Regions from separate parts of the Rattus norvegicus genome. Here region 2 is linked to region 1. Evidence: chromatin contacts called from public Hi-C data. All regions are on one chromosome and are shown on one strand. Each heading gives the region's core, a stretch centred on a gene start, on an enhancer-like site or on the middle of the called end of the contact. The rest is flanking DNA. Distances are from core to core; before and after follow the strand shown. Region 1 holds the start of LOC120102945 (a long non-coding RNA gene). Region 2 holds the start of Ssbp3 (single stranded DNA binding protein 3).

The links. A called contact is a pair of places that touch in the nucleus more often than the background predicts.
Region 2: a contact with region 1 is called in a Hi-C map of liver, with 7 times the contacts expected there. The contact joins the promoter of Ssbp3 here to the enhancer-like site in region 1. A contact is called at or near these places in 11 of 12 Hi-C or Micro-C datasets (the A7r5 cell line, the Rat2 cell line, Schwann cells and 7 more) and 1 of 1 datasets of contacts at active chromatin or transcription factors (oligodendrocytes).

What each region holds. Positions count from the first base shown.
Region 1 is chr5:126,849,149-126,854,338 of GRCr8, reverse strand. LOC120102945 (a long non-coding RNA gene) reads right to left here and starts at 4,187. Exons shown (of 3, transcript XR_005504927.2): 1 at 4,046-4,187; 2 at 1,802-3,946; 3 at 640-876. Within about 2 kb of position 1,313, at least 5 of the 93 cell types and tissues checked have an H3K27ac peak or open chromatin away from gene starts, as enhancers often do.
Region 2 is chr5:126,917,429-126,923,017 of GRCr8, reverse strand. It overlaps Ssbp3 (single stranded DNA binding protein 3), which reads right to left and starts at 2,817. Exons shown (of 17, transcript NM_053358.2): 1 at 2,417-2,817; 2 at 1,384-1,456; 3 at 1,103-1,164. The coding sequence starts at 2,472. LOC120102946 (a long non-coding RNA gene) reads right to left here. Exons shown (of 2, transcript XR_005504928.2): 2 at 4,561-5,134.

The sequences.
Region 1 (5,190 bases), core at 64-2,563:
AAAGCTCAGTTTAAGGTGGTGTCTAGGGTACCAAGCTCCCTTTTGTATCCTATCTCTTTTTTTTTTTTTCAATTAAAACTTGGAACTCAGCCAAGCAGTAGTGCCTTTAATCCCAGCACTCAGGAGGCAGAGGCAGGAGGATTTCTGTGAGTTCAAGACCAGCATAGTCTACAGAGCAAGTTCCAGGTTAGCCAGGGCTACACAGAGAAAACCTCTCTTGAACTCCATCCCCCTCCAAAAGAAAAAAAACAAAACAAAACAAAAAACCACCACACACACACACACACACACAAAGAAAGACTCAGAACATGTGGAGTGGAAGCTTGCCTCTGCACCCCCTCCCACCCCAGGCCTTAACCACAGAGACAGAGAATGTCCCGAGGGTGGGGCACCTCCCCTGTGTTCATGTCTCCTAGGCACTCTGATTCTGCTCCATTCTCTTAACTTCTATCTGCACTCAGCCTTTAAACATTCAGTTCTGCTATGTCGCTTTCCTGGCCAGACAACTTTAGGGACCCCACAACCCGCACACCCTATTCTGAGGAATAGATTTCAGTTCCTACACCTTCAATGCACGGTACCTGAGACCTAGTCTTGGCCGGCTTTTAACAGCATAATTCACTCGCCATGCATTCAGTATGCTGTTTGTTCAGACTTTATTTTGTGCCAATCTCAGGAACATAGATGCTTAAGTGTTCAGGAGCTAAGTGTGTTTTGAGAGCTCAGAGTCGGGGGCTCTGAGGAGGGGCATGAAAAGAGACAGAGACTGGGCTCCTGCCAACTCCCTTCTTGCTGGTTTCCTGTTTACAGCAATAGTTGCCCATCCCGCCAGCTGAGCACACAGATGCTCCAGAGAACTTTGGTGAATTTTCAGACCTGCAGTTCAATTACAAAAAGAAAAGCATGCAACTTGAAATCTGCCTTCAGCTGCCCTGAAAACCTTCGAGGAAGCCCCTCTAATCCCTCCATGTCACGCGCACTCCCCAACTTCTGCCTTCCTCTCCCAGCTTTGAGGACATATGGCCCCTTGAAGTTTTTGTTTGCTTGCAGGGGAAAACACACCCAGCCACGGTGTGGAGTGTTTCTGTTTCTTCTATTATTATTATTATTATTATTATTATTATTATTATTATTATGCATTAGGAGACATAGCAATCTGCGTGCAGATACGGTGCGTGCATAATTAATAAAAATCTCATTATTTATTTATAAAAAAAGACGCACGGGGAACTGGAGAATTAGGGCTATCCCCATTATCCATGGAGAGTAGGGGAGAGACAGTTTTTGCACTTTGGATGCTCCCAGAGAAGCAAATCTCTATGCATGCAATGAATAAAAAAGCATGTGCTCCTGTGGGGAGTGATGCCCTGTGCCCAGGAGGCATCAGAAAGCAAAAGCCCGGTCAGGAGCTTAAAAAAGAAAAGGGACGGATGAAGATCTAATGCTCACAGAGCTGAGTATACCACATTTGCGGGGACTGGCTGGATAGAAATACTGAGAAACACGGGCTTGGTAGCTCATCCAGGTCTTCCCAAGGAAGATGACCTGGGGCAGATTCCTGACTGTGGGAGAAGCTGGCGGGAGAGATGCTGGCACAAGGCCATCTCTAGTTACCACATAAAAAAAAATCCAGATGCCAGGTGAGGGGTGTTCCTGGGTTGGCTATGACTAGGTAGACAGATGATTTTAACTTGATGGTGATGGTGGGATTCTACATGGCAGTTTTGCCCTTGGCCTCCTGATTCTCGGATGCCCGGGCAAGACCTTCAGAATTAATAACCCAACTTATTACGTAACAAACCCTGAGATCAGGGAGTCAGGGACCAGTCTTCCCAGGTTTGCAGAGTCCAGGGTAGATCTTCTCACTCTCTCTCTCTTTTCCCCCTTGAGACATGCTTTAAAATAGAAAACAGGCTTATGCAGGAACCAACCCCTAGACAGGAGTGACTGGCAGGGATCCCCCCCCTTTTCCAGTGCAAGCAACTCGTGCAGTGGAACGTTCAGTCGCCCCGGGTGGTGGGCTCCGGGAGGGGTGCGAGGAGCGCTGGGGGTGTCGGCCTGGGCAGCAGCCCCCGCAGTGTTACCCGGGCGCGTGCAGGGAAACGTCTCAGCAATTCCAGCACCCGAGCGGAGCGCGCGGAGAGGGGGAGTGCGGGAGGGGGGTGCGGGCTGCTCGGGGCACCTTGAAACCGCCGGCGGCCGCGCGCTGATTGGCCCAGCCGCCGCCTCGGCGTTCCAGCCAGGCGCCCCTCCCCCCGCGCCGTCCACCCCGGAAGGAATTTCCTCCTCTGGCGGCCGCTATTGTTGTTCATCTTCGCTGTTTGGGTCGGATCGCGTAACCATAGTATCCAAACTGTGTCCGTGCGGGGCCCCAGCCCGGGACCCCCGTGCCCCCCAGACCACCCCCCACTTTTTTCTTTTTGTAGTCTAGTTATCATGACTTCATCGGACTCCGGGGAGCAGAGGAGGGGGATGGGACGGGGGGCGGGGAGCTGGCCCATTCCTGGCCGCCCTTACTTCGAGATGGTTTCAATTAGAATTTTTAAAAAGTCTGCTTTGTGGGTTCGGGGCTTTTACATCCCCCGCCTCCCATTAAATCGTTGGCCGGAACTCGAATGGGGCTTTCCCTCCGTTTCCCCCCTAGAGCCATCGCTCCAGCCGGACTTCACGGCTCAGCCGGGCGATGAGGGCATTCGCAGCAGGAATCATCCCCTAAACGCAGCCCGGACCTCGCGGCTACGTTTGCGAGGCGCGCGATGGGGCCAAGACCCCTCGGACACTACAGCCTCAGGGCACGTCCTGCTGGGGTTGGGGCTCCCAGGCGATGCTCTGGGAGAGGAGGCTCGCGGGATGGATGCCTGTCAGTCACGCCAGGAAGGGTGGCAGTGGATAAAGGGGTGACAGGGAGACAGTTGACAGGTTCTTGGGCAGAACAAGCCTCCTACCCTCTTTTAATTTTCCCCCTCATCTCTGAGCACAGACGAGTAGGTCCGTGCGTACAGCTTGAACCCAATGTCTGCCTCAACCTCTGACGAAAAATAAAAAGGCAAAAACCAGCCTTTTCCCGCGAAGTGCCTTGTGCGGAGAGGAGTGGGAGGCAGCAGCAAGTCCGCACCGAGCGGGCTGCGCAGCGCGGGAGCCCCGGGGCTGGGCCGGCGGCGGGGGGCGGCGTGTGCCGGGGGCATCCAGTATTCCCAGAACCCTAGCGTCCTCTCAGCGCTCGCCCGGGCGGGGGAAGTGGCGGCGGCCCGCCAAGTTCGGAGCAACACTGCCCCCTAGGGGCCGCCGCGGGTCTGCAGGAGAAGTGGAGAGGGTGGGGAGGGTAAGGCTTGATCTAGCTAGTAAGTGGGACCAGGGCGGCTGCCATAGGGTGTTAGAGGCCTAACAAGTCCTGGAGCACAGAGCTGCACTGAGGTGGTCCTTGGCCAGCTGGTGACAGGCAGGAGGACGGCCTCCAAGGGACAGTTCTAAAGGCTGGAGGATGGGGTAGGAGGGTTTATGTTTCTATTTTAGAGTTTAGAACTTGGGTGGAAAGTCGGTGCCTCCCACTGCCTTTCTGGAGGATGCTGGATCGTTTAAGCTTTTCCAGTCAAGTCTCTTGGTTCTTCAGTTACTGAAACAGACCCCTAAAGAGAAGATCCTTCACTCATAGGCTTGTTTGAACCGGCTGTTCTGTTCTCACTCATGTCCCCTCATTTTACAAGTGAGAACTCAGAAATTTCACTCGTTCAATCAGCAGAGAACTGAAGTCCCAGTTTTATGGTTTGTCTCCTGAATCATGGGGACAGTAACCTAGGTTTGGAGAGCAGGCCAAGCTCTCTGTTTTCCAGTCCTGAGCTACACCAAGCCAGACCGGGTGGAAGTGGCTGCTCCTGGATGGGGAGAGGGGATCTATAGAGAGGTATGCAATTGCAAAGCCCTGGGTTCTAGACCTCAGTGTCCACATCTGTAAAATGGGAGGGGGACATGGGGTTATAAAGAAGGTTTCTGGCATCTCGGTCCCCTCCCCCCCCCCCCCCCCCCCCGCCTCGGCAGTCCTCCACACCTTAGGTGACACAGCTAGGCTCCTCCTCTTTCGCCGGCCACGCCCTCTCTTGTGCTCTTTTGCTCCTCGATTAGGGTCTGCAGGGCTAGCTTTCTCCCTACTCGCCCTCTCTTCTTCCCTGCAAGACTCCCGGTGCCGCCCCTCCTTTTCCCTCCCCTCCTGGCTGGCGCAGAGCTGACTGCGGGAGGGAGCGGTGGGCTCGCAGCCAGCGGAGCGTCAAGTCAGCCCCTGGGGAAGGGAGGGGGAGTGCACTGGCTGCTGCCGAGGAGGCGCTGTCAAGAGGCTGCAGCTCACGCTGACGGGGCCAGGGTCCCTGAGGGTTATTTGTGTCCAAGGTAACTGGTGTCCGAGCTGCCTGCTAGCTGCCTCCCTCTTTCCCTGGTGACTGGGGAACTGCCTGGAGTCATTTTGACACTTCCCTCTCTTTCTTGCTTACCAACAAGCAGGCACCGAAAGTCTGATCCTTTCCTTTCTCCCTTTAAGTACCTCTAACATTCTCTTCTCCATCCTTTCAGCCACCTACCCTTACTGGTTCTGGGGGCTTCTGGATTCTTGAACTGGATTCTTTGAGCCTTCCTGCACACCCTGCCCAGCCTTCAGTTACCCTCAAGATCGCCCCTCCCTAGGGTTCTTCTCTGACACATGCATTATATTCTAGAGACTCGTGTTGGCTGGTCTCTGGTGGGTGCCCAGACTTTGGTGATACCAAAGTGAGCAATTCCAGTCCTTCCCTGCAGAGTCACATGTGCCCAGAAGAGATAGCCAGCATGGTGACAGAAAAACTATTGATAGAATGAATTATTATTATTATTATTATTATTATTATTATTACTACTACTACTACTACTACTACTACTACTACTACTACATATTGGCAGTATCTCACTATGTAGCCCTGGCCAGTTTAGAACTTGCTACATAGATCAGTCTGGCCTCAAAAAGGGTTCTTTTTCTTTTTTTCCCTTTGTTTTTTTTTCTTTTTTTCTTTTTCTTTCTTTCTTTTTTTTTTCTTTTTCTTTTTTTGAGACAAGGTTTCTCTGAAAACATCACCCTGGACCTTATGTTGTAGACCAGGCTGCCTTGGAACTCAGATCTGCCTCCTGCATGCTGGGATTAAGGGTGTGCACCACCCCACTCTAGGTCAG
Region 2 (5,589 bases), core at 1,568-4,067, 67 kb before region 1:
GATCCTGAGCAACCAGAATCACCAATCCCATCACCACGCTCACCTCCAACAGCCAACCCATCACCCACTCCCGCAGGTGGAATCCTTGCGCCACATCGGCCACCGCCTCCAACCAGGCAGTTGGGAGGTTGGCAGAAGCCATTAAAAACTCATTTTCTCTGCACAAGTTAGAACAGACACTTCATCCTCCCGCTGTTCAAAGGGCCTTGAAACAGGATCCTGAGCTGGCAGACAGGTGAGTGCTAACACCCCAACAGGACACTGTTTGACTCAACTCCACCAAAATACCAAAAGCTACCCTCCCCCTCCCCTGCCCCTTTCCTTTTCAAAAGGGTATGAAAGAGTCCACCTATCAGCCCCACAAGACATCCACTCAAGTCACACACTCAAGACAACTTGCTTAAGGCTCTGACCCTATCCTTCCCTCCGGCCTGCAGAAAAGACCAGAGGCTGCTCAAGCCTGGAGAGAGGGTCAAAGATAAGGGGAGCCAGCCCTGAGCAAGCTGCAGGCCTCCTGCCAGGCCACCTCTGGCTGGTTAAGGTTCTCGGTAAAGTAAGGCTTTGTGGTTGCAGGGATGCTGGGGGGTGGGGAGACAGAGGAAAGGAAGGTCCAGTCAGTCTGAATCAGTGTCTCTACAGGAAGTGCGGCCCTTCTTGCTTTATTCAGGGTCCCTGGAAAAGGCCCAATGGGTGTCTCTTAAGGTTTGGCGTTTTGTGGAAGAAAACGTAAGGGACAGGCCAGTTGCAGAGCGGACCTGGTGTCCCCTCCACCCGCCCTGCCCCCACTCCTCTAATTAAAGCAGCATGCAGGATTGACAAAAACCCTTCCAGCTCTTTCTGAGCCCCCTGCCTGGTGCCCCAGAGTGAGAAGGAAAAGCATAGAGAGATTCAGTTCAGTTCCCCACAGGCAGAGAAACCAGCAACAACTTCGGGCAGCAGCCTCTTCTGCCCATTCTTCCTTGCCAAGCCTCGTCGGGTCACCCAGAGGTGCCTGCTCCAAGGAAAGCAGAGGCAAAGGTAGAAGGCCTGCTCCAGACCGTCTTTGTTCACTTGGACCCCGGCCTCAGAACAAAACACACAGAAAACTATCACGCAAACTTACCACCACCACGAGTGCAGAAACCCAGGCGGTTCACCCAGTGTGATGTTTTTTTCCCATCGAATCTAGAAAAGAAGGAACGAAGGCAGCTTAGAGGGGCAGAAAGGAGGGGGCTGCAGGGCCTTCCCCAGCCAAAAGGCTGTGAAGACCAACTAACAATAAATGCCAAAAGGTGATAAAAATTCAAAATGGTGGCCACAGTGGCTGCTCCTGAAAACAAAGGCTCTAAGAATAGTGGGGAGGAGGGGGTGTCAAGAAACTGGATGCTGAGGAGTCCCACTCACCTCTGATAAGAAGGTCTGTGCAGATTTCTGTGCTCCTACGTGCAGTAAATATTCGTAGACATATAAAGCTAACCTGGAAAGAGCAGAGGCAGAGAGAGAGAGGGAAGGGTCAGATCACACTAAGGCTTGCTCTGGACCTTGCCAGTAACTGTGAGCCCGGTCTGTGCCATCCCATTGTGGCCATGACAAGACGTAAGTACCTATTACCCCAGACAGGATCCGAGTCAGAACTGCTAGTGGGTGGGTACCAGAGACAAGCTGCCACCAAGCCGCGGGAGCTGGAGAAAGGTCCCCAAACTTGAACTTCCAAGTGGCACTGGGACTAAACCCACCTAGGTCTCACAAACTCGAAAGCCGCTACAAGAGCCCTGAGCCACCCTCCTTTTCCCAGATCACTTCAGCTCGCTGCTTTAGCCTAGGTTCGGGGTCCGGACGGACTCGGTCCCAGTTCGGGTACTTGGCGCGCTCTGGAGAGGGCAGCAAAGCGCCGCCCTCAGCATCTCCCCCTCAAACAACTGTCCCCCAAGCCTGGGGCCAGGCCGGCGCCGCCAGCCCAGCCCAGCCAGGGCGCCCCGGAGCGCACCGGGCTGACGATGAGGCCGCTGGCTGGGTAGGAAGAGCGCTCCCGGGCGAACAAAGCCCCCGGCACGCACTCCTCACGCCGCGGGCGGACAAAAGGAGCCTTCGGGGCTGCAGAAAGCCACGCGCCCCCTGCCCGCACTCGGTGGGCAAAGTAAGGCCCCCGCGACCCGCGGGCCGAGCGCACCGGCTCACAGTGGGACCTCGCCCACCCTTGTCGCGGGCCCCCGCGCCCGCTCAGCCAGCGCGCCTACCAACTACCCTCGCCCACCGCTGCCCTGCTGCCCCTTCAGGGTGCCCCAGCCTCCGCCGGCGCCCAACAATGGGCTCTCCACGCCGCCGTCGCCGCCGTCGCGGGGCAGAGACCCGGGCCCCAGGGGCACAAGGCAGCGCGACCCCCGCGCCCACCTGCCTCCCGCCGCCCGCGGCGCGGCCCCACTCGCGAGAGGCTTACTTTTCCCGAGCCTGCCCGTCCGAGGGCACCGCCGAGCCTTTGCCTTTGGCAAACATGGCTTGCAGAGAAGAGGGCGCCGAGCCCGCCGCCGCCGCCGCTACCGTCCGGTCTCCCGAGCTGCCCTGCTCCCGGCCCCCTCCCGGCGCTCGCCCGCTCGCTCGCACTCCGCTCGCCGCGCTCCCTCCCTCCCCGGCGCTGGCTCCGCGCTCTTTCCAGCTGTCAAAGCGTCAGCCCCGGCCGCGGCCCCATCGCCCTGGAACTCCTCCCGCGCCGGCTCGGCCTGAGCTGCGCCGCCGCCCGCCCGAAGCCTGCAGCTCGCTTGCTCGCGGCCCGCGCGCCCGCCACCCGGCTCCGCCTGCGCCGCCCTCTGCGCCTTCAGCACCGCTGCCTCTGCCGCCGCCGCCGCTGGTCTACTTGGAGCTCAACCGAACGTGGCTGCCCCGGCAGGAGCGCGGCGGGCGTCCACGCCCCGCGACGGACGGCCGCGGCGGCCAATCGGCGCGCGGGGGCGGGCCCGGAGGCCGGGAGGGACGCCTGTCAGCGCGGCCGCGCCAGTCCCGCTGCGCCTCCTCCGCGAGCCGCTGCCCGCTCGTGCCCCGGCCGGGGGAGCGGGGGGCGAGCCCTGGCGCTGGGGTGGGGCGGCGACGCGAAGGGCTGGGGCCTGAACTGGAGCACCCGGCCGGCGCGGCGGGGACTGGGCGCTGCGACAGCAGGCGCGGAGAGAGGCGCGGATCCCGGCTGGCCCGGCGCGCCCCTTTCCGCGTCGTCCTGGCCCCCAGCGCCCCCGCCTCCCCGCGCTGATCTTCCCTCTGCGGGCCAGGACCCCAGCCGGCCCTGCTCCCTGCCCCACCCCGGGCTGCCTGCGCCCAGCCCTGCCTTCGGAGCCCCGGCCAGGGCTGCACGCGGAGCTGGGCAGCCGTAGCTGGCGCCAAAGCGCGCGGCTGCTTCTTTACTAGATCGTTAAAATACTTTGGGAAACCCCAAAGTGGAGCCGCGCGAAAATGGCCCTTGGCGTGCCCCAGGCAATCTGTAGGAAGGGAAAGGAGTCTTGGAGTAGAAGGAAAGAGAGTGATTTCTCTCAAATTTCTGAGGTTTGCTAACCCTGGCAAGTTTAGCCCCTCGCCTTTCCACGGGAAAGGGTTCCGCTTGGATGAGGGACGTCACCTGGACGCCTCGCGACTCGGAGTGCGCGCCGCAGAAATCTCAAACTTCAAATAAATGGAGCTAAATTGGAGAGTAGGGGGACCAGAGTCGGGCGTGGGGGGAGGGGAAGCTTCCATTGTCAATGACCCAGGTGTACAATGGGAAATGGGGGGTTGGCAGAGTGACCAAGCTTTTTGCTCACGACTCCTTTCTGTCCACTCGACGACCCCAAAAACCTGCAGTGTTCTCTCCCTGGAGATTCCAAATCAAAAACTGGTGAGATAAGAAATGGCTCCCCCATTTTCATACTGTTTTTAGAGCGCGGTTCTCTTTAAATGTGATAAAACATAGTCGGTACTGTCTCTTTAAAAGAGTCAAGCAGAAAAAGCTGTGTAAGCGCTGATTGGCTGCCTGTTTGGATACATCTTTAGGGGAGCCTTGAAACTGTTAGCCTAGGTTGATTTTTTTTTTTTTAACTGCGCTGTTCCAATAAACAAGTAACGCCCCTCCCCCTAACATGCCTCGCACCAAACAATTAAAGAATAGGTCAGTGTCCTGGGGAAAACACGTTTTAAGTAGGAAAACTCAGAACTAGATTTCAACAAAATAAACAATAATTCCCTACCATTAAAGTTTGCTTATTTTGCTCTGCAGAAGAGAGAAAAGGTTTTTCTTTTTTTAAAGAAATTCCCCCCAGCAAACGGATCTGCACTGGTTCAGGAAGGAGACTCCGGGTGCGTTTTTGGAAAAATGTTCTACTCTTGTAACAGCCTCCCTGAATTAGAATATAGCCAAGCACTGTGGACCCCTCTGGACTCTGCTCTCTGCTAGGAACCAGAGCTCAAACAGAAGAAGGGCAGAAAAAGGGAAACACTGAGACCTAGTTTGGGGATGCCTGTGCCAGCCCCTAGTTTAAAGGTTGTCTTGTCAAGGAGGGGAGAAGCGTGGAGGTTGGGAGTTGAAGTACAATGGTAGGAGAGAAAAGGAAATAATTACAGTTATTTTTCCCCTAGGCAGTTTAATTTAATAGGGCCAACTTAAGGTACCTTTAGAGCCCGCGCTAATTAAATCGGTCTGCTCATACCCTTCCTATGGACTTCCTTCCATTTTTTGATGGGCTAGGAATGGCCAGGGATGGCTTGTCAACACACTGACTCGTCGGTATCTGGAGGTCCGGCAGATTAGAGGACCAGTTGGGTCTTGGGGGAGGGAAGGCACTGCCCTTCGGGGGGCCCACTACCGAAGCATTCTCCGGGTTGGCCATGCCTAGCAGCCCATGGGCTGAGAGACCTCGGGGCTACTTGCTCTTCCACTTCCTCGCCTGTCAGCTGGCAAAGGTTTTGGGGGGAGGGGTCTTTTAAATCTCTTGGTAGTCGGATGGTCCACCAGGTCAGTGTTCCTCTTGCTTTTTCTCCCTTGCAAACGGACTGGCCCCTCCTTCCTAAACATGTGTGAGAGAGAGGGGGGCTGTTTGTTCAGAATCCCTGTGGTCTGCCCTTTGTGGAAGCTTGACAAAGTGAGGCTCCGAGTGGGCTGGTGGGTCCTTGATGGAGGTAAAGAAAACAGCGGGAGAACCTAGGCAGAGAGACCAGAGGGAGGTGTCTTAGCGCTTGGTGATGGAGAGACTAAAGAGTTCCCTAGAACAGACCTTTCTCCTGCCCCACCTAGCACGCTGCAGCTGGCAATTATCCAGAATCTTAGTCAGATCATAAGCAGGCCCAAGCACCCAGAGGTGGCCTTTTTGCCCCTAACATCTTTTCCCACAAGGTTCCCCTACCTCCCTTAGAGCACATTTTTGGGCTGACACCTCTACCTGGAATGCCTCTCACCCCAAGCTCCTTCTCTCACCTCTCTTCAAAAACTAATATTGCTCCACAAAACTCCCTCCTCCGATCCTGTCGGCTTGAGTCTCATTTGTTCAAATGAACTTACACAGTAGTCCTCCCCATCCAGCCCATTGTGTAAGCCAATTGTTTACCGTCTGTCTCCCCCACCAGACAGAAAGGTAAGACCAATATTTTAATCATCTG